Regions from separate parts of the Mus musculus genome. Here region 1 is linked to region 2. The links are chromatin contacts, called in public Hi-C maps. All regions are on one chromosome and are shown on one strand. The core of a region is the stretch at or near the end of the contact, and the rest is flanking DNA. Distances in the headings are between cores, read along the strand shown.

Region 1 (5,480 bases), core at 2,962-5,461, 1.4 Mb before region 2:
ATCTGCATCCCCACCCCGGAATCTGTTGTCACACACATACACACACAAGAAAAAAACCGTTCAGTGCCCAGGAACAGTCTCCCCTCTCAGCCGCGCTGCGATGATGTCAGCTTTCTGATTACAAACTGCTTATTTATGCTTCAACAGCTGCCAAGAGCAGCGAGTAAGTGGCTAAAAGAGTGTCTAGACCAGGCTTTCAGGCCGCTATTGTCTGGGGGTTGTTACCTGGTTGACAGCGATGGGTCCAGCTGCCTGGTGTGAAAGGCAGCAGAGATGGCGAGACTGTGATTGACAGCTGGGCCCTCTGGGTCAGCCCGATGGCCCCGTGTCTTTATATTCCTGGCTCCAAAGGGAAAGCCAGGGTCCTGCCTAGAGGTTGGAGGTGAAAAGAAATGTTGGAGGGTAATGAAAAATCTTTTGGCCAAATTTGTGATCATGAACACTTACCCTGGGGAATCAAAGCCAGTCCAAGTGGCCATGGGGTAAAACCAGAATGAGGACCGGGAACTCGGGGAGGGATTCGTGGCTAGTGATGCCCCAGGCCTTGCAGGGGCTGGGAAGGATACCTAGGCACACAAAAGCTCACTTTTTCTTTTATCTTTTTTTTTAAACTTTTTTTCTCCTCCTCATTGTTTTCTGTTGAGGAAAGGAGACCCCCTAACCATGTCTTTGGCTACCTTTTACATTCTCCATCCGGGTTGTCAGATGAGACTTCAAAAACCTTCCTTTTCGGTGTTCTTAGTAGAAAGCAGACAGAATCTGAAACAGCCCAACATTTGGGGGAGGGAAAAAAAAAGCTTTGCAAGCTGATCTCAATGCGTAATTAGAATTTACAACCTTTGAATGTTCCTCCCCTGTTTATTTTCAGCTATAACCTCCATCTGAGATTATAAGTGCAGATTTAAATGTTCCAAAATGCCGCACTCCACCCTGGGTGTCACCATCCACAGTACTTGATTGACACCTATCATTATGGCCTCAATCTTGCTCCACTTCTTTTCCCCACTTCACAGTTTAGGGTTCCTGCCTGGGACAAGAAGAGTGCTGTTTAATGCAATCACAGACCTGTGCTCATTTGAATAGAGTAGTCAGAATGAACTAGTGAGTTCTGTGCCTCCAATTGGCCGGCCCTTGCTGTTCATTACCTACTTCGTTTGAGAAGCCGCAGCACTGATCTTTAAACATCGCTGCTCCTAGAAGAACAACTGAGAAGTCCAATGGCAGTGCGGCAGCAAGCCTTGACCACGGTCTCACATTCTTGCTTTTATTTACTTCCCCAAGTGCTAAAAGTATGGCTCCCTGACCTAGATCAAGGTGGTGACTGTGATCTAGGATGCAAAATAGTATTAACATGACTGTCCTCTACTCTTAAAGAAACAGCTGCATTTCAAAAATAATACCAAAGATCAGGAAAGAGCCTTCCTCTGTGTAAAAAATAACATCTATTCGAAATCATGGTGCGCATTCTGAGATAGCAAACTTGAATGAGACGCAGGAGAACACCTGAGGAGTCAAAGCTTAATTTGTGTATACAGTTGGCTTTCTCTGTAATATCTGATTCAGACTCCGTAACGAAAATGAAATCACATTAAATTAACTGTAAAAAATAAGTTGATTTAATTAAGCACAGAAAGACTTAATAGATATAATAAAATGTTAAAAAGTCAAATGATGTGCAGTTACATTTCAGTTAACACCGCTCAACAAATGTACTAAATTTATTCCTTTCAATAATGATGTGTTTTGAACATTTAATTAGATAAATAATGTCTAATCACTTCAGCAGATCTGAACTGGAAGGGCTTCTTGTCATCAAAGGTGATTCGAGCTTCATCTGCTTCCTTTCCAAGGGAGAGCAAAGCCTGTGAACTTCGGCTCTGCTCAGAGATGGGCAGAAGGAAGGTAAAGGATGCCTTTCATGCCTCATTAGAATGCAGGGTTTACTAAACAAACCTCTATTTACAATAACAGGAGTGTTATTCGGAACAGGCATCTACTTGTTTGCCCTTTTTCAAGCATCAGAGACTATAAGTAGCTGATAAGAAAGGTATTCAATGTGAGATGTCCTATAATTCATCATAGTACCGTTTCCTTTAATAACTACTTTGCTCAAGTGATTGGCATGATTACAAGAAAATTACTTCAAATTATTCATCTCTTATCTTTCCTGTAAGATGTCCTAAGTTGGATGATAGTTAGCATAATGGGGCCCTATTAATTACTAATGTAGAAAGTCCTTCAAATTTGGGTAGAGTTTGTAGCCCAAATAACGAAAATACTGCCAAATTCAAACCTCCATCATGTGCTGCTTAAGATGATGCCACCCACTGTCTATTAGATGGAATGTCAAGAACATTTAATTCTTCCTTTGGAATTTGCTAAGATGAACCCTGCCTGCGTATGAGAAGCAGACACACAAAGAGCATTTATGTGCGTACACACACATGGGAGTGCACACATATACACACACAATGCTCTCTCTCTCTCTCTCTCTCTCTCTCTCTCTGTCACACACACACACACACACACACACACTCACTCACAAATGCACATACACTTGAGCATACACTCAATGCCCCAAAGTATTGATGCCTTCTGAAATGTAGAAATGATTAACATAAAATTACCACTTCAAGCTTATGGTGTTAATTCATCCATATTTTTTCTAGAAAGAAATAATTCTTGGTCGAGAATCTTTCCATTGCTAATACTGCCTTCAGTGATATATTTGGGGAAATGAATGCATATATCCACTTCCTCTCAAGCCATCATATAGTATAAAATTGTGTTAAACCTTGACAATTTTTAATGTATAGATAGGCCAGTGCTCGAAAACCATTTTTTATTTCTTCTCTTAAGTTGGGGGAGAAGGCATAGTAGAACCCCAATTACAGAGTCTCTTTTGTATGCATTCAGTTCGTTTGTCCCAGTTTGGCTACCTTTATTTCTATGCTTTGAAGACTCTTTGTCTTTTTCATAGTGCTGAATTTCTATTTCAGAAAACTTAAAAATATATAACTATGTTATTGTTTATGAACCAACACTGAGAATATAAAATCACATCTATTAGGTCATAACAATGTAGGCACCAGAAAGAAAACTCCCCTTGTAGGTAAATAGTAACTGCCAGTGGGGAACAATTAAAAAGTCCTTGAAACTTTGAATCTTTTCCCTCTTTACATAAACATCCAAAGCTGTTTTCAGTTGGATTTGCTGCAGTTGCACAAGCATACCCCCATGTATGTAAAGCTCAATATAAAAATTAAAAACGCACCGTGACCCGTATACTCTGATATCTAGAGAGCACCATGGCAGTGCCGCTCCAGCTTCTTTGCTAGTAGGAGCCTCCCTGTACTCTCCCCACGTCTGGCTCATTAGAAGACCGTCTGTCTAGCTTGCAGCCCTTCACAAGTTGCAGATGCGGTGCCTTCCTTCCATGAAGAGCTTTCGACCCTTCCTTCATGCTGGGGACTCTTTTCTTTCATCTTGTGTCTTTGCTCACCTGGCTGAGTCTGTAGTTTCCAAACTTTTTTTCCTTCCAACCACTGACTTATTTCCATGCGTGCTAGCTTTCTGACAGTCCCTGGGATCTGTGTTGCTGAGGCCACATCTTTGGGACCCTTCAAGTATCCTAGTAAAACATTGCTTATGTTTCTGTTGGCAAGGGACAACCTAGAATTTAAAATATAACTGAGCCATCATTCCCACTTAAATGTACAATGCTACTATGTAACAAACTCATTAGGATTTGTTTGATCAGATCAGTGGTAAGTAGGGAATAAAATTTAAGGCTTGTGGGTTAAGTCTGGATTACATCTATTTTACATTATATGATTGATCTTAGAATTTTCAGAAGGAAAATATATGTGTTGAATTATGTTTTCATTAATTATTGGTAACAATGCTTAAGAACTATATATAGAAGGTAAAGATTACTTCATCTTGCAGTATGTACAAAGCATTATACGATGTAACATTAATATTATTAAAAAGTGAGGTTTTTCTGTGTGTGTGCGCCTGTTTTCCCATTCTCTTCGTTTTCTGTCCATTTTGTGCCTGTTCTGAAGGATCTTACACAGTCAAACTTGGGAAATTTGTGCTTACTTGTGAGCAATTTAAGTCTTCTATTTAAAATTCAGGAAAGTAGTCTTGTTTGGGTGGCTTTTTCATGTGCAAGTTGCATAGTCTGGAACTTGGCCCTTCTCTGGAATAAATTAAATCCCAAAGGCCGTGTGAGCCTGTGCTTAGTCATGAGTGTCCCAAGAAAACTGCTTAGTCACTCCCTACCTCAGTTTCTTCACTTACAAGAAATGTTTTTGATCCAAACTATTTTTAAAACTTACACTTATATGCTTTGGAGAAAAGACAGACTGTGTAACTAAATCCTAACTGCTTTAGAATGCAGAGACCTCATGAAAGACACGGAAGGGAAGGGAAGAAGTGGGATCTTTGTTCTCTGAATGGCAAATTTAAATTCCTTGGAGACTTCTCCCATGTTCTTCATCAATTAAAATGCTCACAGATACAATGTGAGGTGATTTAGGGTTAAAGCAGTGGGCTGAGACCCGGAGAGTCTCTGAGCCCTCAAGTTGTACTTGGGAGTGTGGTCGGGCAGGGTGGCCTTCTGAGGAGTCCCTCCACTCTGGTACCCCATCCTCCACCTGTGACTTCTGCTCCTGGAATTCCATGGGAACAAAATTCAAAGGAAGATATAAGATAATAAAGAAACTTGAAACTGCAGAATCATGTTTTGTTGTTGTTGTTTTAAGAATGAAATTTAAAAAAATTTAATTCCATTGACCAATAGTCCTGATATGCATACGTGGCACTGATCCATTTAGAAAGATTGATTTAACAATTTTTGGGGGGAGGAGTTGGAGAGGTACATAATCTGATAATTCTCCCACCCTCTTTCTTCTTCTGTTTAAAAGTGTATCGACCCGTTGTATCAGCCAGGCAGTGGTGGTGCATGTCTTTAGTCCCAGCACTTAGGAGGCAGAGACAGGCAGATCTCTGTGAGTTTGAGGCCGGACTCCTGAGTCCAGGACAGCTAGGATTACATACAGAGAAACCATGTCTTGAAAAAAGCAAATCAAAACAAAAGTTAATCATTCTAACATAGAGTTACTTAAAATGTGAGTTATATTGCTGTATATTAAAATAAAGCATGGGTTTAGAAATTAAAAAAAAAAAAAAGAACAAAATCAGAGAGCCAGAAAGATGGACCAGTGCGTACCAGATGAGATAAGTCTGAAAACAGGAGCTCAGTTCCTGGAGCAAAGGACCAATGGCCAGAGGTTAGCCAGTTTGTGAACTTCCAGGATTCTCCAATATCCAAGTCTTATCTCACTGAAGCAGAACGAGGATTATAAATGCGCACTGCCACCCCCAGGTTTACCAGGGTACCAGGATCTGAATTCAGGTCCCCAAGATTTCATGGCAAACCTTCTACCCACTGAGCCATTTCCCAAGACAAAGGT
Region 2 (6,263 bases), core at 3,411-5,910:
TGTGGGGATAGAAATATCTGAGACAAGGTGGCCTCAGCTGACCACTAGGTCACCATGGAGGCTCCTGGTCACCAACCACTATCCATTAATCACCCTGACAGAAGGAGTTACAAAGCATACATTGTGCAAAGAGAGCACTGCATGGCCACACTGCTTGGGAACTGGAGGGAGGAAAGATAATTGGAAGCATTTTAGCATTTGTGTGTGTGTGTGTGTGTGTGTGTGTGTGTGTGTGTGTGTGTGTAAGAACTAATATTCCACTTCCCAGCATCCTTCCTTAGAAATACAAACCAGCCTGAGATTCATACATTCACTTCATCAGTATGTGTAAGACCCAGTGCGGGAGGAGAGGACTCCTTAAACAATAAGCATTCAAAAGGAAAGACTACATGGACCATTCAAGCACTAAGCAATTAAGCTGGGGTGGGGGGTGGTGATTAAAAACAAATACGAACCTTAGTGTCTGTTTCTAAGTGGCTCATAACCAACTGGGCAGAAATATTGGGTACAGGTGTAAAAGAAGTCAGACTATCAGGCAGTATTTGGGAAATGTTGGTGAACGGTTGGTCCTCAGTTTAGAAGGAGACCTCAGTGAAGGCCAAAGGAGAGGCTGGGATCTGAAACCTTTAAGACAATTGAGTGACAAAGAAGAAATTCCATGTAGGAAAGAGTGCAATCTATTGAGAGAGTTGCTTGATTTCTAAGAAACTAGAAGAGAACTTTGAATAACAAGTACTGGGTAGACCACAAGTACACTGTCAGCAGAGAAGATCCTCAACTATGTATCAGAGTCGACTCTGGATTCCGCTGGCTAACAGGAATGACTACTGGTTTTGAGGCTTAATGGGTGACCAGGACCTATTTGCTGGTGGTGGCTGAGTATCTGATATCGGAGTGCACAAGCAGACTGAGCTTGAGATGGGGGCCCTGCAGATGTGTCTTAGGAGCTGCACCAGGGAGAAATCATAAGTTCACAACCAACACACCTATAACTCCTGGTCCAAGCATCTCTCTATTAGATTCTGCGTTCTATACCAAGAGCTGTAGCTCAGGGGCTCGTTGTCAACAAAGTCCAAGGAGGAGGGAAAAGGCTGTACCAGAGCAACCATCAGTAGGTTGCTAAAGTACGGAGATGCCTGACAAGGGCCAGGCACTTTCCCACGTGGTAAGATGCACAGTGTCCTAGCCTGCATTGAATCTAGAATCGAATGACGACATTACCTGTGAAATGAAATCCATTGTCCAGGAAGTAGAAACATGGGGTGCATAGTGGAGAGGTTCAATTAGTGCTTTATGGCTCAGTGGGTAAGAGCACTGAGTGCTCTTCAGAAGGTCCTGAGATCAAATGCCAGCAACCACATTTGAAGGAAGAAAGAAGAAGAAGGAAGAAGGAAGAAAGAAGGAGAAGGAGAAGGAGAAGGAGAAGGAGAAGAGGAGAAGGGGGAGAAGGAGGAGAAGGAGGAGAAGGAGGAGAAGGAGGAGGAGGAGGAGGAGGAGGAGGAGGAGGAGGAGGAGAAGGAGAAGGAGAAGGAGAAGGAGAAGGAGGAGGAGGAGGAGGAGAAGGAGAAGGAGAAGGAGAAGGAGAAGGAGAAGGAGAAGGAGAAGGAGAAGGAGAAGGAGAAGGAGAAGGAGAAGGAGAAGGAGAAGGAGAAGGAGAAGGAGAAGGAGAAGGAGAAGGAGAAGGAGAAGAAGAAGAAGAAGAAGAAGAAGAAGAAGAAGAAGAAGAAGAAAGAAAGAAAGAAAGAAAGAAAGAAAGAAAGAAAGAAAGAAAGAAAGAAAGAAAGAAAGAATTATGTCAATAAAAGCTACTTCAGATTTGAAAGATAGAGGCAACAGCATTTCCTTACAGAATCCAGAATGTGTGTTAAAGCTGCATTGTCAAGGCCCCCTTACACCTTTGGGACTGAGGGGAACCTAAGATAGGCATTTGGGGAAAACTCCTCAGGACACTCAGGGTGTCTGAGGTAGGACACCGGACTATCAGTCATGACAGAAATGGATGCCAGGGACTGCATGGCCAGGCCAGGGATCTGTCTGAATATGGTGAATTGTAATGAAGGATCCAGAAAGAGGACCAACACCGTCACAGGGAAGGAGGGAAACAGAAGGTGCTGGAATGAGTCTTAGGGTCCAGTGTGGCAAAGATGACTGGACCACACTGATGGTACAATAGAAAGCAGAGTCCAAGGTGACATGGGCCAGCCACTGTTGGCATCAACCATATTGGACACATGATAATACTGAGTGTGCATAATTTACTTAAAATGTAGTAAAAATATTAAAATCACGATGATGCGAAAACCACAATCCATGGCTGTGTCTATGCTCAGAACTTGCTAACCATATGGGCTTCTCACATAACCGTTACTGCATTTTAACCTTCCCAATTACCCTGTCACAGAACGGAGTCTCAAAGCTCAAAATTATGCAAATTCTCCAAGGCCACATATACAGAGGGAAGGCAGAGGCAGGACCTGATTGTACCCTTCTGGATTCCCCAGACCTTGCATGACAGCTACTGACTTCCACTAACTAAAAATAATCCTCCCCCCCCCAAAAAAATTTCTTTCCAAGGGAAAAATATTGTTACATGGCCATTGCCACTTTGAAATACAGATCACTATCTTTTTTGTTGGCTAGGAAGGGTCTAGAGTGGTAGCTGTGGTCAGAGTATGTTGTTTAACTGTGTCAAAGTGTCCTAAAATCGTTACTTTGTACAAATGAATAACACCAACAACATCTTATAAGTAATTGTTCAGTTAGCTCCTGGCTGCCTTTTTAGACCTGGTAAGATGGAAAGACACCAACAGTTCAAATATAAGACAGATGCGGTGTGCGCAGAGCCCTGGGGCTCTGAACGGAAACTCTTGCTCAGTTACTTCGCTTTGCTATTTCATTTTTGAGACAGGTTCTTGTCCTGAGACTTTGGGTAACCTGTATTCACTATGTAGCCCAGGCTGAGCTCAAACTCCCAGTTGCTGGGATTATGGGCTTCTGCCACAACACCCAGCAGGTTTAAAATCCACATGTTATTGCTACATGACCCCTGTGCCTTTTGGGTTCATGGTCCTTTGTTTGGGGCCCAGCTCCCTAAAGCTTCAGTCTTTCTTCCCCATTTTAACAGTTCCACGGTGACATCTGCTGGAAACTAGAGCAGCTCAGATCCTGTCCCCTGCAGGACACTCCTGCTGCTGCAGATTATGCAGGGGACATGTGAGGTGGTCACCACAGTCCTTCCTTAGTTGGTCAGTGACAGGGCACATTGAAAGCTGAGTTCTCAGATGATAAGCACCCGGACTTTGGGTCCTTAGGGGCTGGGCACAGGCTCTACCCACATTCCAGACAGAAAGTCCTCAAAGGAAGCCCATGGTCCAGTGGCCAGGACTCTCAGGCTCTGAGCCCTGGTCTGCCTGCTGTAGTTAATTGTGTCCCCGGCACGGCCTTCCTGATACCCCGTTTGTTTCTCTGTGGATCTCCAGGATTCTTGGCTTAATAACAACCTAAAACGGAGAGGCCCCCAGCATGACCGAGAAGGCGACGACTTCTGCAGAAAGTGCCAAAATGTTTTAGAAATAAATGGCAGAAAACAAGAGTCTCACGGATTTTCACCAGGCAGCATAGTAATTTGTGTGATGTATTTTTAACTGTGGAGATTGATGGAGAAACCACTTAACTATAATGTGAACTGGAGATTGTCAGCTCTGCAGTTCATGCTGTGGCAAATAGAGAGGTGCGTGTGTGCACGTGCACACACACACACACACACACACACACGCACACACGAGCACATACACGCGCACACACACACATGTGCACACACGCGCACACACACACATGTGCACACACGCGCACACACACACATGCGCACACATGCACACACACACCAGTGAGAAATGTGTGTGGGCCAGTAAGAAGTGTGTATGTTTGTGTGTGGGGGCCAGTGAGAAGCATGTGTGTGTGTGAGTGTGCCAGTGAGAAGCATGTGTGTGTGTGTGTGTGTGTGTGTGTGTGTGTGTGTGTGCCCCAAATCAGCTCTTATTTGAGTCCTAACTCCCCATGTTTCCGGGAACTTTCTGTTGTTTAGAGCGATCTTGTTTCTGAGGGAAAGAATCTGGGCAGCCTATGAACTCTCTTAAGCCAGTGTCCCGCCACTTCTCCTTTTTCCTTCTTGGCTGTCTTGTTTTTTGTTTTAGCAGACATTCTGGTGTAGGGACAGCTTGAGACTCAGGATCTCTCCAAAACTGCACCTGAAAAACATTTATCAGACTCACTAATCCTGTGCTAACCTGAGTTCCTGCTCTACTTCTCCGAAGGGAGCCTTTGGAGAACCGGCGAGACTTTCCCAAGCCTGGATTGCTACATGGAGAGTCACATAGGAACAACTACCCTCTCAGTTCTCCTCAGGATGAAGCTGAGCTTTTAGTGCAGTCGGGAAAACAGACCCTAACAGCCCTGTAAACACTGAGGCATCCACCTTTCCGAAGCTTTCCAAGGATATAAATCTCTTTCTCTGGCCTCCTCTTCCTCACACTCCCTTCTGCCCTATTTCCTGTTCGGCCAGACCTCAATCATCTTTAGAAATGGGCTCAAAAGACTTGAAATGTCCCTGGTTTTCCAAAGGAATGATTTCCTCATGGGTACATCGCGCCGCCTTGTGGCAATTTTAAAAGTTGCAGCCCGAGTTTATAATTTTTAAAGCTATAGGTCCATAGCTTTCTTCTCATGGCTCATCAATAGCTACAAGGCTCGTCAATAGCTACAAGGCTCATCAATAGCTAGCTGTCACCGTGGACTGATACCAATCCCAGCGCCATGACTGATTTTCATCAAAATAAATTTGTTTTGACTTGTTCTGAGAGGCCAAAACCTACTCTATCTTGGAACTGGCCTCCATCTTAAAAGAAAAAGAAAAAGAAAAAGGAAAAAGAAAAAGAGCCTGAGAACTTGACCCCCAGATGAACCCAAGCTGCACCCAAGTACCAGGAAGGACTCCACATCTTGTTCTTGGCCAGAGTCACTCCCTAGCTACTTCCTAGCAACAGTTAATAAAAGATCAGTCTGATTGTTTCAGATGTACTATCAGACTGATTGTTCATGGTCTTGCTTTAGACCACCCACCTTATAATAGTCATGCTATTAAATACTTGCCAGGATGGACCCCACCTCCACCCCCTCACTTGCTCCCATTTCCCTATAAAACTTTGTCCTGATGAGAGCCCGTGGCTGCTTCATCAAACTATCCAGTGGGTCAGCAGTGTGTAAGCCCAAACTCAGGTTTCCAATAAGGAGACCCTAATGTGATTACATCGGAAAAGGCTCCTTGGTGGTCTTTTGGGTTCACGAAAGAAGTACTTCCTGGCACAACAGTTCCGGTTTGCAAGTTCCTTGTGGATCTTTCTTTGGCCCAGACACCTCTCTCTTCCTGGTTTGTTGCCAGAAAGGCATCAGCAAGTCTCCAGTGTCTTGTGCGTCTGTGTTGTGACTTCAGTCAGCTTCAGAAGTCCATGCTGAGATAAGCCTGCCCTTGCAATCTGTCAAGTAGGCTCACATAGCTCTCTAACGTGAGCAGCTATGCCCTCCTCCTAGGACAGGTTAGAGACTGGACGGAGTTCTCCTTGTAGTATTCACACCGAGGCCTGCCACTTCCTGTGTGAGTCATGTCTATACCTATGTTCTCATGGCTCTCCAATAAAAGAACCGTTGTGCAAATGAATTTTGGAAATGTATTACAGGTCCCCAGGAACAGTAAAAAAACGTCATAGACATTTAAGACAGCTTGATTTAATCATTCCACAATCCTTCCCACCGTGTCATATGTGTTTGTGTGTGTGTGTGTGTGTGTGTGTGTGTGTATGAAATCATTGCTTGTCAACTAAAGAGGGAAAAGATAACTTAACCGAAGCCTTCAGAACCAGGACCACATGAAGACACGACAGGTGGGGAGGTCAGTTCTGATCCAGATGACTCAACAGTGCGAGTAGTTGTATTTTCTAGTCTTCCTGGCATTTAAGAGAACATCAGAAATCCATACTTCTGCTTAGAATGCTCCGAAGTCTCCTTAGATCCTGATCAGTCACTCGGGGAGGAGGGGAGAGGGCGTTCAGCACCCACTGCTCATTTACCGATAACCAAGATGTCTTTCAATATGTCACTGGAAAGAAGGAACTTTGGATCATCCAGAAAATAGAATACTATTCATGGCTAGTGATAAGTTACAATCGGACCACGAAAGATTCAGAAAGAAAACTTACATAACAAATCCA

The links. A called contact is a pair of places that touch in the nucleus more often than the background predicts.
Region 1: a contact with region 2 is called in a Hi-C map of cortical neurons, with 5 times the contacts expected there. The contact joins two enhancer-like sites. A contact is called at or near these places in 4 of 484 Hi-C or Micro-C datasets (cerebral cortex, cortical neurons and neural progenitor cells), 3 of 115 datasets of contacts at active chromatin or transcription factors (astrocytes, embryonic forebrain and forebrain) and 2 of 9 other capture datasets (embryonic tail and embryonic trunk).

Annotation. Positions count from the first base shown.
Region 1 is chr1:42,252,717-42,258,196 of GRCm38.p6, reverse strand. Gm28175 (a long non-coding RNA gene) reads right to left here and starts at 345. Exons shown (of 4, transcript XR_865384.2): 1 at 226-345. Within about 2 kb of position 4,211, at least 4 of the 459 cell types and tissues checked have an H3K27ac peak or open chromatin away from gene starts, as enhancers often do. A contact at or near this core is called in cortical neurons, where this site is marked.
Region 2 is chr1:40,877,633-40,883,895 of GRCm38.p6, reverse strand. No RefSeq gene overlaps it. Among named protein-coding and RNA genes, the nearest start is that of Tmem182, 75 kb to the right of the region's middle. Within about 2 kb of position 4,660, at least 10 of the 459 cell types and tissues checked have an H3K27ac peak or open chromatin away from gene starts, as enhancers often do. A contact at or near this core is called in cortical neurons, where this site is marked.